Linked DNA regions of Mus musculus: region 2 is linked to region 1. The links are chromatin contacts, called in public HiChIP or PLAC-seq maps. All regions are on one chromosome and are shown on one strand. The core of a region is the stretch at or near the end of the contact, and the rest is flanking DNA. Distances in the headings are between cores, read along the strand shown. Region 1 holds the start of Zmym1 (zinc finger, MYM domain containing 1). Region 2 holds the start of Gjb5 (gap junction protein, beta 5).

Region 1 (7,032 bases), core at 1,330-3,829:
AATTACATCAAGATGGTCCTTCGTGATTTTTTGGGTGCACGCCGAATCAGGAATTGAGTGTGGGTTTCCCCACTAGGTTCTATCAGGGCAAGATAAGACAAGAAACTAACTTTAGGCTGTGATAGGGAAGTAGGATAAGGCAGGAATTGTAAACTTAGGGTGGAACTAGTCCTCAGACAAGATTTTTGGGCTTGGAGGAGGAAGTGGGCTCAAGTATTTCGGTCATTAAGATAAGCCCTTTTTCAGAGGGAGGCAGAGGCAGGAGGATTTCTGAGTTCGAGGCCAGCCTGATCTACAGAGTGAGTTCCAGGACAGCCAGGGCTCTCTCTCTCTCTATATATATATATCTTACAGCTGTTTTGTTCCTTATTGAATCGCTTGCCCAAAATACTTGCATGTAATTAAAGTGGTATAAAAAGTGGGTTGGAAAATAAAAATTTGCCTACAGTCTCAGAATTGACTGGGGTCACGCTACAATGTTGTCTAACTGTCTTTTTTCCTTTTAATCCTCACTCCCCCGATGGAGAACCTGTTGACTGACTGAGTGGGCTTGGCCAATCCACCAGCCAGGGAAGATGAGTCCACCATGATAGCAAGTCTGTTATGGGGTTAACTATGTTTCTGATTGGATTTGATCTCTACTCTGCAGAAAAGAACTTACATCAGGTCCTGAAAATACCCTAAAAGCCTGGGACTGGGGAGCTCATAAACCCTACTGAGAAAGCTACTTGTCTTGGGAAATGGAAAAGATGCTGTCATGTGACAAAACTTTTCCTGGGGAAACAAAACACACACATCTTCTCACCCCAGAAAGGGAACCCATGACAGACCAAAGTACCGATGCCACCAAAGTTTAACATGGTGAACCAATGACTTTGATTTGGATTATTTACAGGACTCTCCAGCATTTAAAAAACAAAACAAGCCGGCGAGTGGTGGTGCCCATCTTTAATCCCAGCATTAGGGAGGCAGAGGCAGGCGGATTTCTGAGTTCAAGGCCAGCCTGGTCTACAGAGTGAGTTCCAGGACAGCCAGGGCTACACAGAGAAATCCTGACTCGAAAAACAAAAAAGAGAGAGAGAGAGAGAAGGGGGGAGGGGGAGAGAGGAGAGTGCGTAGAGCAAGTGAAGGCTATGGTGGTACATACCTTTAATTCCTACATACCTTTAATTCCAAGCTCTCAGAAGGCAGAAACAGGCAAATCTCTCTGAGCTCTAGGCCTGTCTACACAGTGAGATTCTGTCTCAAAGGAAGGAAGGGAGGGAGGGAGGAAGGAAGGAAGGAAGGAAGGAAGGAAGGAAGGAAGGAAGGAAGAGGTGAGAGCCAGTCTTGGAGGGCAGAGAATCTCTGAATTTGAGGCCAGCCTGGTCTATAGAGTGAGTTCCAGGACAACCAGGGATACACAGAGAAACAGTGTCTCAAAAAAAAAAAAAGAAAAGAAAAGAAAGGAAGGAAGGAAGGAAAGAGAGAGAGAGAGAGAGAGAGAGAGAGAGAGAGAGAGAAAGAAAGAAAGAAAGAAAGAAAGAAAGAAAGAAAGAAAGAAAGAAAGAAAGAGAGAGAAAAGATAGATGGAAGTTATGGTCAAAGACAAGATGAATAGATCATTAAACTTTATATTTTTCTTTACTATTAAGACTTAGAAGCCGGGCGTGGTGGCACACGCCTTTAATCCTAGCACTCCGGAGGCAGAGGCAGGTGGATTTCTGAGTTCGAGGCCAGCCTGGTCTACAAAGTGAGTTCCAAGACAGTCAAGGCTATAGAGAAACCCTATCTCGAAAAACCAAAAAAAAAAAACAAAAAAACTTAGAAATAATCAAAATGATCTGCTCCCTCCTTAATTCTTTAGCTATACCCATCTGTCCCTACTTTTTCATTCCTCTTTTTCTGAGACTATTTACAACCATGTTTTTAAAGTTGTAACTCAACATCTGAGTCACTAATGTTGCATTAGCCCTTAATTTTATTTATGTATGCATGTATGTATTTATTGTGTTTATGTGCACATTGCGGAGGTCAAGGAGCAATTTGCAGGTATCTGTTCTCTTCTTCCACTAAATGGATTCCAGTGACAGAACCCTGCTAGTCAGACTTTGCGGTAAACTCCTTAATAGGCTCTGTCATCTCGTTGCTCTGTCTCAATCCCCCAGCTTTTGTTGTTCCGTTTGTAAAATAAGGTTGGTTTTGAATTTTTAACCACACACCTTCATCTTACAGGCCTGTGCCCCCTCACTCCTGCCTTTAAGGACCCAAATATGCCCATGTGATGACATATTCCCTTAATACCAGAACTAGGGAGGCAGAGTCAGGAGAACCTCTCTAAGTTCAAGACCAGCTTGGTCTGCATAGTGAGTTCCGGGACAGTCAGGGGTACATAAGTGAGACCCTGTCTTAAAACAAAAAAAAACAAAAAACAAAACAAAACAAAAAACGAAAAACGGGCAGCTAAGGTGACATTAAGGATAGCCTAAAACTAAACCCCCCTGACCCGCCCCGTCAACCTCTCCTGCTTAGTCCATCCCCCGCCTCCGCGCCCCAGGCGGACCGCGGTGCGCATGCTCAGCCGCAAAGGCCTCCGGGAGAGGGGCGGAGCCGGCGGGGTTGTTTGCACGGCAAAATGCGAGTGGGCGCTTCCCGCCGCTGAGTTGGAGACAGATCAGCCATCCTCGTGGAGCCGCTCAGGCCCGCTTTTCCAGAGAGAGGCGGCATTTCTCCCGTCCTGAGGAGGGTGACGCGACAGGTAGGAAGACCACAGTGTCAGGAGAGTCGTGCCCCCGGCCTCCAGGCTTCTTAGCGTCCTGGCCTCTGTGCGGTGACTGAGCTTGGTGCGTTTGGTCTCTTGCGGCTTCTTTCTGTAACTGCCTTCCGTTACACCTGTGGCTCTCTTTCCATTAAGCAGTGTATTTTTCAGACATAAACAGATTGGGTGTGTTGGCCCTTGCCTTTAATCCCATCACACGAGTGGCAGGGGGTTCTCTGAGTTCGAAGCCAGGCTGTTCTATAAAGTCTGTTCTAGGCCAATCAGTGCTACTTAATGAGACCTGGATTCAAAAAACAAAAACATCGGGCTGGAGAGAGATAGAAGCAAATAGTTTTATCTGTAGAGTTCTGTGAGTGAAATTTGCAGGTTAGCGCTGGCGGTGGCTGCCCATTTTTCTAATCCTGGCAGGGAGGCAGAGGCCATTGGATCTCTTAGTCTACAGTGCTAGTTAGAGGACCTTGAACATTGTTACTTGTTACATTGTTACTTCCAAATATTTCCAAGGAACTTTTCTTTTTTTAAGATTTATTATATGTAAGTACACTGTAGCTGTCCTTAGATACTCCATAAGAGGGCATCAGATTTCGTTATGGATGGTTGTGAGCCACCATGTGGTTGCTGGGATTTGAACTCAGGACCTTTGGAAGAGCAGTCGGCGCTCTTAACCACTGAGCCATCTCGCCAGCCCCCCAAGTAACATATTTGGACTGTGGTTCATTGCTGGTAACTCATACCAATAGTAAGAGATTACTGTACATTTGTTTGTTTGTTTGTTTGTTTGTTTGTTTTGGCTCTGGGGATGGTTGAAACTGGCTATCATGTTGCTCACAGTTACCTTGAACTCCTGATCTTTCTTCCTCTGACTTCCAAGCTCTCCTATTTTGGGATTTTTTTTTTTTTTTTTTTGAAATGTAAGGAGACTCTGTGAAGAAGAAAAGGGCAAGTGAGATGGCTCAGAGGGTAAAGATTCTTGCCCCCAAATCCGATAACCTGTTTGATCGCCAGGCCCTACATGGTATGAGGAGAGAATGAACTACCATAGGTTGTCTTGATATGTGTGTTTCTACCACCCCGAAACAAATAAATAAATGCAACTTAAAATTCCTATGTTGAGAACCCGGAAAAATGGCTTGGTGAGTAAAGGTGTTTGCAGTCAAGCCTGCCAGCCTGAGATTAATGGCCAAGACTGACTTCTCCACACATGCCATGCATCATGAGTACAGTCCCTTACAAGCATGCACACTTCCAGTGGTAATTAATGTAACTGTTAGAACTTTTACTTAATTATATGTGTATGCGTCTATGTGAATTTCAGCACACCACATGTATTCAAGAGCTGGAGGAGGCCAGAAGCTGGGGTTAAATCTCTTGAAACTGGAGTTACAGGTGCTGGGAACTGAACCCAGGTCCTCTGTAAGAGCAACAAAGTGCCCTTAACCAATGAATCACCCTTCTAATCCTAAATGTAAGTCTTAAAATGTTTCTTTTTTAATTGGGAAATCCTGGGTAAACGGGAAGGAAGCACACACAGCACACCATAGCCTGGTGTTCGCTCACACAACACTCCATAGCTTGGTGCTCAGGGCAGTTATGTGGAGGGTCCAGCAGGCTCTCCCTTAATCTGCCATTTTCTGTTGAGTTGGCCAGTTGCCTTGAGTATACTTTGTACATTATGTTCAGTTCTCTATTTTAAAAGAGCATTGTCAAATCCAACAACCCAAAATTCAGGAGAAAAGAAACTCCACATTTTCATACAATGGTAATAGTATGAATCATAACTTGTTTTTGATCAGTCAAATAGCCAAGTTAGTCTGTTTTCTAAAATTGCCTTTGAATATTATGCTATTGTGAGTTCGGTTTCATATCCAGAAGTAGCCTCTAAAATGAAAGGTGTATACTTGTTTTATGTACATGGAAATTCTGTTTTCTTCCTATTTCTCAAGCTCCACAGTTGACGGTCTTCTCTCCTCTCACCTGACTTGAATAAAATGCTTCCTGCAGTTCCAGGCACAGCTGTTCGACTCTCCTGTGCCAAATGTAAAAGAGTTTTTCAGGAGGGACAGACAGCTTTTCAGAGGAAAGGGTCTGCTGAGCTTTTCTGCTCAAGACTATGCATTGATGGGTACCCGTCACCTGCTGTGTCTCCAGCTCCTCTCAAAAGGATGTGCTTAAATTGCTCAAGGTATGGAAGTCTAAGCAAGGCCTTTTATTTTGCTGCATAGATCTTTGGTCAGAGTCTTGGTTATCATTTTATATGCTTTGGTCTCCTCTGAAGATGGAAACCATAGGTAAATGAAAGAACTTGCTCCTGCTTTCAGTTCCTTTAAGATCACTCAGAAGTAGTTTTGATTGTTGAAGGGTTTACACAGATTACATGGAAGGGTGGAGAAGCATTGAGACCCTCTTTGTTAGAGTTTTGTTAAATAAATGTGAGACTTGAGAGCATCGAATAGGATGGTTTCTATGCTCAGAACGTGGATAACGTGTGGGTTTTGGTTTGGGGTTGGTTTGTTTGGTTTTGGTTTTTTTGAGTCAGGGACTGACTCAAGATGGTTTTCTCATGTTTACTCCCAGTTCCCTTGGAGGGATTTTTTGTTTTGAGTTAGGGTCTCAAATGTATGTATGTAGCGAGGAGTTCACTGTGGAGAGCAGGTTGGAGTTGAACTCAGAGGTACTCCTGTCTCTGCCTTCCAAGTGCTGAGACTACAGGAGTGTTCACCACACTGGACTACCTACACTTACTAATAGGCTCGCAGACCTTTGCTTCGATCCTTATTTGGCTGGCACTTCCAATGCTGTCTTTTGTTTCAGGTTCTATTTTCTTGATCTCTACCTAACTTTATCTCTTCTTTTGTTTTCTTTTTTGGTTGGTTGGTTGGTTGGTTTTTTGTTTTTTGTTTTTGTTTTTTTTTTTTTCGAGACAGGGTTTTTCTGTGTAGCCCTGGCTGTCCTGAACTCACTTTGTAGACCAGGCTGGCCTCGGACTCAGAAATCCACCTACCTCTACCTCTGCCTCTCGGGTACTAGGATTAAAGGCGTGCACCACCACGCCCTGCTTCTTTTTTTTTTTTTTTTAAGTTTCTTTATATTATTTTATGTATGAGTGTTTTCTCTACTTGTATGTGTGTGTACTACATACATACGCTGTGCCTGCAGAGGGCCTTTGATCCCTTGAAACTGCCATTACAGGTAGTTGTGAGCCACTGTGTGCGTTGCTGGAAATTAAACACAGGTCCTCTGCAAGAGCAGTTGTGAGCACTGTCCCACCTTTCTGGCCCTCTCTCTTGTTTTCTCCAATTCTACAGTACTATACTATGTCCAGCTTTCCTTTTGGCTATAAGTTATAGGGCATTCTCTTCAGTCTACTTTCTCTTTCTGCAGAGTCCTAAACCTGGAAGGGACATTAGAGATCACCCAGTGCAGACCTTTTCTTTTGCTTTTGAAAAAACTGAGGCCCTGAGGAATTAAGGCACTGTGTTGCTATGGTTAGCATATACGCACTACATTTCTTCAGCCCCAGCTTTGCTACATGTCACAGGCGTTGAAAAGACTCATGCAAGAAAGAATTTGCTGTGTAAGTTGTTCTCATATGGAGTAACAATCAGGTATGATGAGCAGAAATAGACAACCTTGGCTTCCTCTGGAATAAATATATATATATATATATATATTGGTTCAAAGGTGATAGTCATCTTAAACTGGGAGAGGCCACCATTTATTCAGAATAACAACATGTTTCTATTGGCACTTTTTAGATCTATTTTATTTTGCATGTATGGGTATTTTGCCTGCATGTTTATATGTGTACCACATGCCTGCCTGGGGAAGTTGGAATAAGACGTTCTATTTTCTGGAGCTGGAGTTATGGATGGTTGTAAACCTCCATGTGGATGCTAGGAACTGGGCCCAGGTCCTCTGGAAGAGTAGCAGTGCTTTGAACCTCTGAGCCATCTCTGCAGCCCCTTCATTGAGACTTTTAAAAAGTTTCACATTCACAACATCTTTTGGTTTTCTCAGACAGGGTTTCTCTGTGTAGTTCTGGCTGTCCTGGGCTTTGCTCTACAGATCAGGCTGGCCTCAAACTCACAGAGATCCTCCTGCCTCTGCCTCTTGAGTGCTGGGATTAAACACATGCACCACTGCCTGGCTGAAGTCCCAAAATTTTAAGTAATTTTTAAGGCTTCTTTTTTTAGCAATGATTTAATATCTTTTTTTTTTCCTGGTACTGGTATTTTATTTCTTTGTGTACATTAGGCCATGAATTTGTATGGAAT
Region 2 (7,032 bases), core at 2,627-5,126, 300 kb before region 1:
TATCCTCACACTAATCCTATTGGATAAGAACCCCCCTTGTTGCAGATGAAGGAACAGAGGCTCAGAAAGGTTAAAACAATTGCAAGGATAGAATAGGCTGATGTGATCACTCGGCAGGCAAAACACCCTTGCCCCAAAACCTGAGGGCTCAGTCCCAGGAACCTACATAGGTGAGAGGAGAGAATTAACTCTACAGAGTCATCCTCTTTCTTACACACACACACACACACACACACACACACACACACACACACATGCCATGGTACACATATATGAACACACAGAGTAATAATAATAATTATTAATAATTTGTTTTTAAATTATTTTATTAGTTGAGAGTTTTACATGTGTTTGACCCTATCATTGTCCCCCAGTTCTTCCCAGATCCACCCCCATCCCCTAACCACCTAACTTTGTATCCTTTTTTTTTAATTCCCCAGGCCACTTTGTGTTGCCCAAAATATTCTTGGCTGTGTGGTCTCTAGCCGGGGCATGGTTGATCAACCAGAGAGGCTTCAGGCTTAGGGAAGACTGTCTCTTTCTTCCCCAGCAGCTAACAATTACCAATAGCTCCATGGCTAGGGATGGGAGTATGGGCCCAAAATAAAAAAAAAAAAAAATTAAAACCCAAAAAGAGACTTGCAAGATGTTGCCCGGCCATTGAGCAAAGCAAGCGGCCCACAGCAAGGACTCCGACAGCTGGGCTGCAGAACACCTGCCCTGCCTAAGGCCTCAACTCCACATGTGCGAGGCCTGCGGGGTGCTCCAGCTTCTGACCTCCTGAGAAGCAGAACTGTCCATTCTTGGCCACCCAACATTCACTAGCACCTACTATGTGCTGTGCCTGTGTGCCGCACCTGAGGATGGTGGAGGCAGAACAGTGTGATTCCAATGCCTTAAGAGGTCAGTCTAAAGCAAGAGAAGACACTAACCACCCAGGCCCATCCAGGGCACTGTAAGAGCAAATGTGACTGCCCCACCCCACCCCACCCCTGTTCCTAGGGGATAAATAGCAGAACCAGACCCGATCTGGTCCTCAGAAAAGTTTTCCCCGGCTTCTGCTGAAGTCTCCAGGTAGAGTGGGCACCAGCCTGGGGAGAATGAAGGGCTAAACATGGCGGTGCACACCGGCAACCCCAGCACCTGGGAGGCCTGGTTTAAACAATGAGAACATGGTTAACAAACGCTAGTGATAGTGAGACCCTGTCCCCCAGAGAAAGAAAAGGAAAGGAGGAGAAGGAAAAGGAAGCGGGAGGGGATAAGGAAATGGCAAATAAGCTACCTGGAAGCATATGCAAAGGCCCTGGGGCTCTAGCATGGGAGTCTGCTTGATGGTCTGGTGGAAGAGAAAGTGAACAAAAGACAGGGTGTCCGAGCATAGAGGTCAAAAGGAAGAGGCCGAACGGGAAGAAGGTGTCAGAAACCAGGGTGTGGAGGTGCTACGGGCCACGTTAGCAAGATGGGCTTTTGTTATAAGAGCATTAGGAAGCCACTTAAGGCCTTCAACATCTTTTTAGTTTTGTTTTGTTTTGTTTTTTTATGTGATCTGCATTTTCCTAGGACTGCTATCTTAGGAAAGAGCCCAGAGAGGGAGAGAGAGGTTGCTAAATGTATGATGCATGTAGGCCATTTGACATGCTCTAACAGGGACCTTAGTGCCCAACGACAGAGCTGATGTTATCAGCGCTCATGAATTTCCAGCCCTTGCTCCCATTCTGAGCAGATGAAACAGGCTCACTGAGCAGCAGCTGCTGTCGTCAGGAGCAGGGGTTACGGGGTCAGCAGTGGAGAACTGGCCAGAGCACCCAGGCATTCCTCAGTGCTTATCAGAGGAGCCCCAGGTAACACAGGCACATCTCCCGAAGGCAGTTCATCTCCCATCCCAGCTGGAAGCCGGAGGCCGGCAGGGGTGACCCAGCAGGAAGACCAGGGCCACCTGAGCCAGGAGTACGTGCTAAAAGTGGTGAAGCCAGAAAATTAGGTCCAGAAAGGGCCTGTGGGGAAGGAGATGATGGGGGCTGTGAGGCAAGACCAGGTGCAAGTCACTAGCCTCACTCTGACTCCTCCTCTCAGCTGCAGATCTCTCCATCTCTCCTGAAAGCACAAACCTCACACTCCCTTTGGCCCACCCCTCCACCTGGAGCCCTGCCTGTCTCCTCTCCTTGTAAGCACCAAGAAATGGGAGCAACAGTGCCTTCTCGACCCACACCCTCCAGTTTCTGTACCCACCCCACGATTGAAATCACCCTGGTGCAAGTCCAAGAGCGTCCTGTGGCGCTCCCCGTTCCTTGCCTTCCCCTTCATAGCCTTCGCCCCGCCCCTCCTGGCCCTGATTCTCTATCCAGCTCCCTCTCCATGGGTGCCTCTCTCTCTACTGGCTCCCTAAAGCACTGTTGCTCCTGAGACCCCTGCCTGGCCCCAGTCCTGTGATGCGGTGTCTCCTGCTGGTGTCTTCCATTGGGCAGGAAGCCTCCTGCTGAACTCCCCAGCACCATGACCCTCTACAGGGGACCTTCCACCTCTTTCCCCACTTGTCCCTCTAGAAAACCCAAAGACCCCTTGCCACCACCCAAACAGAACCCACCAAAAGTACCACAGTTGCTTAGTGTGCCCCCAAATGTAACACGTGCACCCATAAACCACTGCGGGGACTGGTTCCAACCAGCCTTTCCTCTCCATTGGAAGATGGGGGTGGGGGAGGGGGGTTCACACATAGGTTTGGTCACAAATTCCATAGAATTCACAGGCTCATTAGAACATGTGTGTAACACAAAAATCTCCACTCTGGGCGCGATGGTGGCCGTTCATACAGAGCTGCCCAGCGCTTCCAGGGCTGAAGCCAAGAGAGCCACGCCTGCCTTCCTGCAGCTCTCCTTCTATAAACCCTGCACGTGTCTGTCTCATTTTATGTTGTTTGTTTTGTGACTGTCTCTCGTTTAGCCCAGGATGGCCTCAGACTTATTTCATAGAGAAGATGGCCTTGAAATCCTCATCCTCCTGTCTCCCAACTCCAAGCCCTCGAATTACGGGCATGCACCACCACACCCCCTTTCTGCCTCGGTGGGGACCCAACCCAAGGCTTTAAGTTTGCTAGCAGACTCGCTGAGCCACACCCCATCCTTCATTTCCCTGGTTTATTTGTTTGTTTGGTTGGTTGGTTTTGGATTTTGATCATTTTGGTGCTTAAAATGTCCCAGAGCATAGTGCTGAGATACGGTCTAGTCTCCAGAGCCCCAGAAGACTGTGATGTGCCTTAGGAGAGAAGGTGTGTGGCAGATAGGCTTCATCCAGGCATGCGCAACAACTGAGTCTCCGAGCTGAGATTCTCAGCACTCAAAAGGCTGAACCAGGAGCACCCAGAGTTGGAGGCCAACCTGCGCTGTCTCTAAAGAGACAAAAGCAAATGCAGGGACTGGAGAGTAACTGGAGGGTCAGATCAAGGATGTGAGAGCCCCACACAGGGATGAAGGACTTGCGCGCATGCGATGTGTGGGCTTCAGCTGCAGAACAAGGGCGGAGAGGGGCAATGGAGGAGGAGGGAAGAGGGAGGAGGGGAGGGAGGGAGAATGCAGTCATCAGCCCTTAGAAGCCCTCTTCGAAAGAGTTGGCCCGGGAGAATTCGGAAAGAAGAATTTATAGAGGGCAGGGCTAGCGTTTCATCCCCACACAAGGTTGGGGGTGAAAGGTCAAAGTGTAGGGGGTTCTCTTGAGAAGATGCTTGAAGTCTTGCTTTGGAAGGAGGGAAACCCCTAGGGCTTTTTTCTGGAGCTTCAACGGAGGCAGTCTTTGAGAGTCCTGGACCTAGCCAATGGCTAGGCAGCCCACAGCTCCTCCCACACACACACCCCTCCTGGCCAACAGGACACGCCTGGGCTGCTCAACAGCCTCTGCCCCAAGAATGAGCTTTACCAGAAACCCTTCCCTGATTCTGACATGAATTCTGATGCTTGCTGAACCCCAACTGCTGGCTTCCAGGAGCGGGTACTAAGGGAGCCCTAAGGAGTCGCTGCTCAGGTAAAGGACTCAGCACACCTAACCGGACCGAGTTCTCTGGAGGAGGTTGGAGGGTGGTGGCCTGGATGCATGGGCCATCCTGTGTCCTGATGAAGGGAGGCACTCCTTCCTGTATTCTGGGCTCTTCCTCTTCTCCCCAACCCGCAAAGGTGATGGAACTGGGGGCCTGGAGCTGAAGGAAAGGGGCTGAGTAGGGCGGAGCTCCGCTGCAGACAGCCCCAATTCTGGAGCAGCCCGCAGAGCCCTGGGGTTAGGGCTAGGCCTCCCTGGGTGTTCCTAGGACGCTGCCAGCCCCACCCACCTGAGACAGGACTGTACAGAGAAGTCAGTGACTCAAAGCCAGGCCACCACGTGGCCAAGTGGGGAGTGATATAGCCAGATGGGGTGAGGAATAGAGACACCCCTAGACGCTCTCACCCAAATTCCATCAGAAAGAAAAGGGAGACGCATGGGAGAGCAGGCCATTCACGAAAACTTGAGGAAAGGGCGCCAACTCAAAACTGGACAGTTTGCAGAGTGGACTCTGGAGCCAGCCAGCCTGAGTCTGAGTCCCGACTCTGTTACTTACTAGCTCTCTGGCTGCTAAATACCATACCCCATGCTATAAGGGGATAATACTGGTTTTCGGAAAATGCCTCTTACTGCACGATGGGAGTTGACCCTGCTTTGCAGCTGACCCTGCTGAGGTCAGATCGACTGTGACTTTCCACACAAGCCAGCACATTGAAGTGTGCGGCAGGGTGCGCATCGGGGTGCACAATGCCTTGGTCCCAGTATGCCTCCATCATTCCTCCAGGAATTGGTTAGAGAGGGCTTCCTACTGGGAGAAGCAGGGACTCTTTTGCACAAATGAAACTGAGTTAGTCACTCACACCAAGTTCACCAGCAGAACCCACCAGAAAGGCATGTGTCACACTGGTGTTTGACAAAGCTGTCCAACAAAAGATGATCAAAGCTAGGTGCAGATGAAAGGGGGCTCTGTGGTCAGAGGCACTCTGGTAATGCTGCCTCTTTGCATCCTGCTTTGAGGGAGTCACAAAGTGAATTCATTTATTAGCATGGGTGAGAAACGTGACCTGCTTAATTTTGATGAACGCAGCTACTTGCCAGGTTGCCTTGAACACAGAATTATTTTCTCTCGAGAATCTCTTTGTCTGCCTATGGGCCAGGGGTTTCGTGAAACAACCGTTTGGGAAAACTTGGCCCACCTGCTTGTTCTGGGGAGCCTCTTGTAAAAAGAGCACCGTGTCTCCCTACTTTAATCTAAGTCCATCTAATTACTAGTGTCTCACCTTCAGGTAAGCGGCACCTAATTGCCTGGACATTAACAGCAAAGAACAGAAAGTAGGTTCCCTTGGAGGGGGAGGTCGGAGGGGGAATAGCCCAAGGCTCGAGGACTCCGGATGACTGGTTCCTGGCATCAACACCCACCCTCTTTTATGAGCAGGGTTGCTCGAACTTAACTACCTGTGCCTCCATGCCAGCTCTGCCTTTAATAGTCAAGTAACCTTTATATACACCTCTAACCCTCAGTTTCTCTGAGCTATAAAATGGGGGTATAATACTGCCTAGTCCTGTGATGACACATCTCTGTGAAGTTCTCAAGCTGAGCACCCCCTAACGTGGGAAATGACATTCTCGTTCCCCTGCAGGAGCAGCCAGCCCTTGAGTCCACCATGAACTGGAGTGTTTTTGAGGGACTCCTGAGCGGAGTCAACAAGTACTCCACAGCCTTTGGTCGCATCTGGCTGTCTCTGGTCTTCGTCTTCCGTGTGCTGGTGTACCTGGTGACAGCTGAGCGCGTGTGGGGAGACGACCAGAAGGATTTTGACTGCAACACCAGGCAACCGGGCTGTACCAATGTCTGCTACGATGAGTTCTTCCCCGTGTCTCACGTGCGCCTCTGGGCTCTGCAGCTCATCCTGGTCACCTGCCCCTCTTTGCTTGTGGTCATGCATGTGGCCTATCGAAAGGCTCGAGAGAAGAAGTACCAGGAAAAGATTGGTGAAGGTTACCTTTACCCGAATCCCGGCAAGAAGCGGGGTGGACTCTGGTGGACATACGTCTTCAGCCTCTCGTTCAAGGCCACCATAGACATTATCTTCCTCTACCTCTTCCACGCATTCTATCCCAGATATACCCTCCCTTCTATGGTCAAGTGCCATGCGGAGCCGTGTCCCAACACAGTGGACTGCTTCATTGCCAAGCCCTCCGAGAAAAACATCTTCATTGTCTTCATGGTGGTCACGGCCGTCATCTGCATCCTGCTTAACCTTGTGGAGCTGATCTACCTAGTGATTAAGCGGTGTTCTGAGTGTGCGCAGCTGAGGAGACCACCCACTGCACATGCAAAGAATGACCCAAACTGGGCCAACTCTCCTAGCAAAGAGAAGGACTTCCTCTCATGCGACCTCATCTTTCTGGGCTCGGACGCTCACCCGCCTCTGTTACCAGACCGCCCTCGAGCCCACGTGAAGAAAACCATTCTGTGAAGGGTCCCTAGACTGGACTGGCAGGGTGGGCATGACCTGGAAGGTTCCAGAATCTCTCATGAATGTAGCTGATGGGGAGAAGAGCTGAGTTGGCATTGGAGGCAAGCAAAAGGGAGGACTCCCAGAGCTTTGGGATCCAGTTGTGCCTCCCGGCTGACTGGCCTTCGCTGAGTCACCCCTCTCCTCTGTACCTCCATTTCCTTTTCTGTTAAATAAACACACCGAGGGCCACTTCGCAGGGCTCCTGGGAGGGGAGTTTCACGAAGGCACCGATGAGCAAATGCCTTCCTGTGTGGCCCAGGGTGAGAGCTAAATAAAGATAAATGGGTTTACAGATTCAAGGTGTCCTTTGGGTCTTGGCCTTTGTACCCTTCCTGAAGTCAAGGGGTTTCCCTCTCCTCTAGAAAAGGAGTATCTAACTTTTCCTCAGGGCTGTTCCAAAGCTAACCTTTTGTCCCAGCTGGAAGTCTGGGCTGTGGGTGTCTGCAGAGATGATGGAGTTTGGCAGAACCGTATGTTGGGATGG

What was found. HiChIP or PLAC-seq counts read pairs in DNA pulled down with a chosen protein or histone mark.
Region 2: an H3K4me3 HiChIP or PLAC-seq map of embryonic stem cells shows a contact between it and region 1, with 4 times the contacts expected there. The contact joins the promoter of Gjb5 here to the promoter of Zmym1 in region 1. A contact is called at or near these places in 1 of 39 promoter capture datasets (embryonic stem cells), 6 of 484 Hi-C or Micro-C datasets (all in embryonic stem cells), 7 of 115 datasets of contacts at active chromatin or transcription factors (embryonic stem cells and pancreatic cancer cells) and 2 of 9 other capture datasets (adipose tissue and liver).

The regions. Positions count from the first base shown.
Region 1 is chr4:127,056,701-127,063,732 of GRCm38.p6, reverse strand. It overlaps Zmym1 (zinc finger, MYM domain containing 1), which reads left to right and starts at 2,579. Exons shown (of 8, transcript NM_026670.5): 1 at 2,579-2,737; 2 at 4,074-4,223; 3 at 4,702-4,940. The coding sequence starts at 4,747.
Region 2 is chr4:127,355,008-127,362,039 of GRCm38.p6, reverse strand. Gjb5 (gap junction protein, beta 5) reads left to right here and starts at 3,876. Exons shown (of 2, transcript NM_010291.3): 1 at 3,876-4,014; 2 at 5,667-7,032. The coding sequence starts at 5,691. The coding sequence ends at 6,506.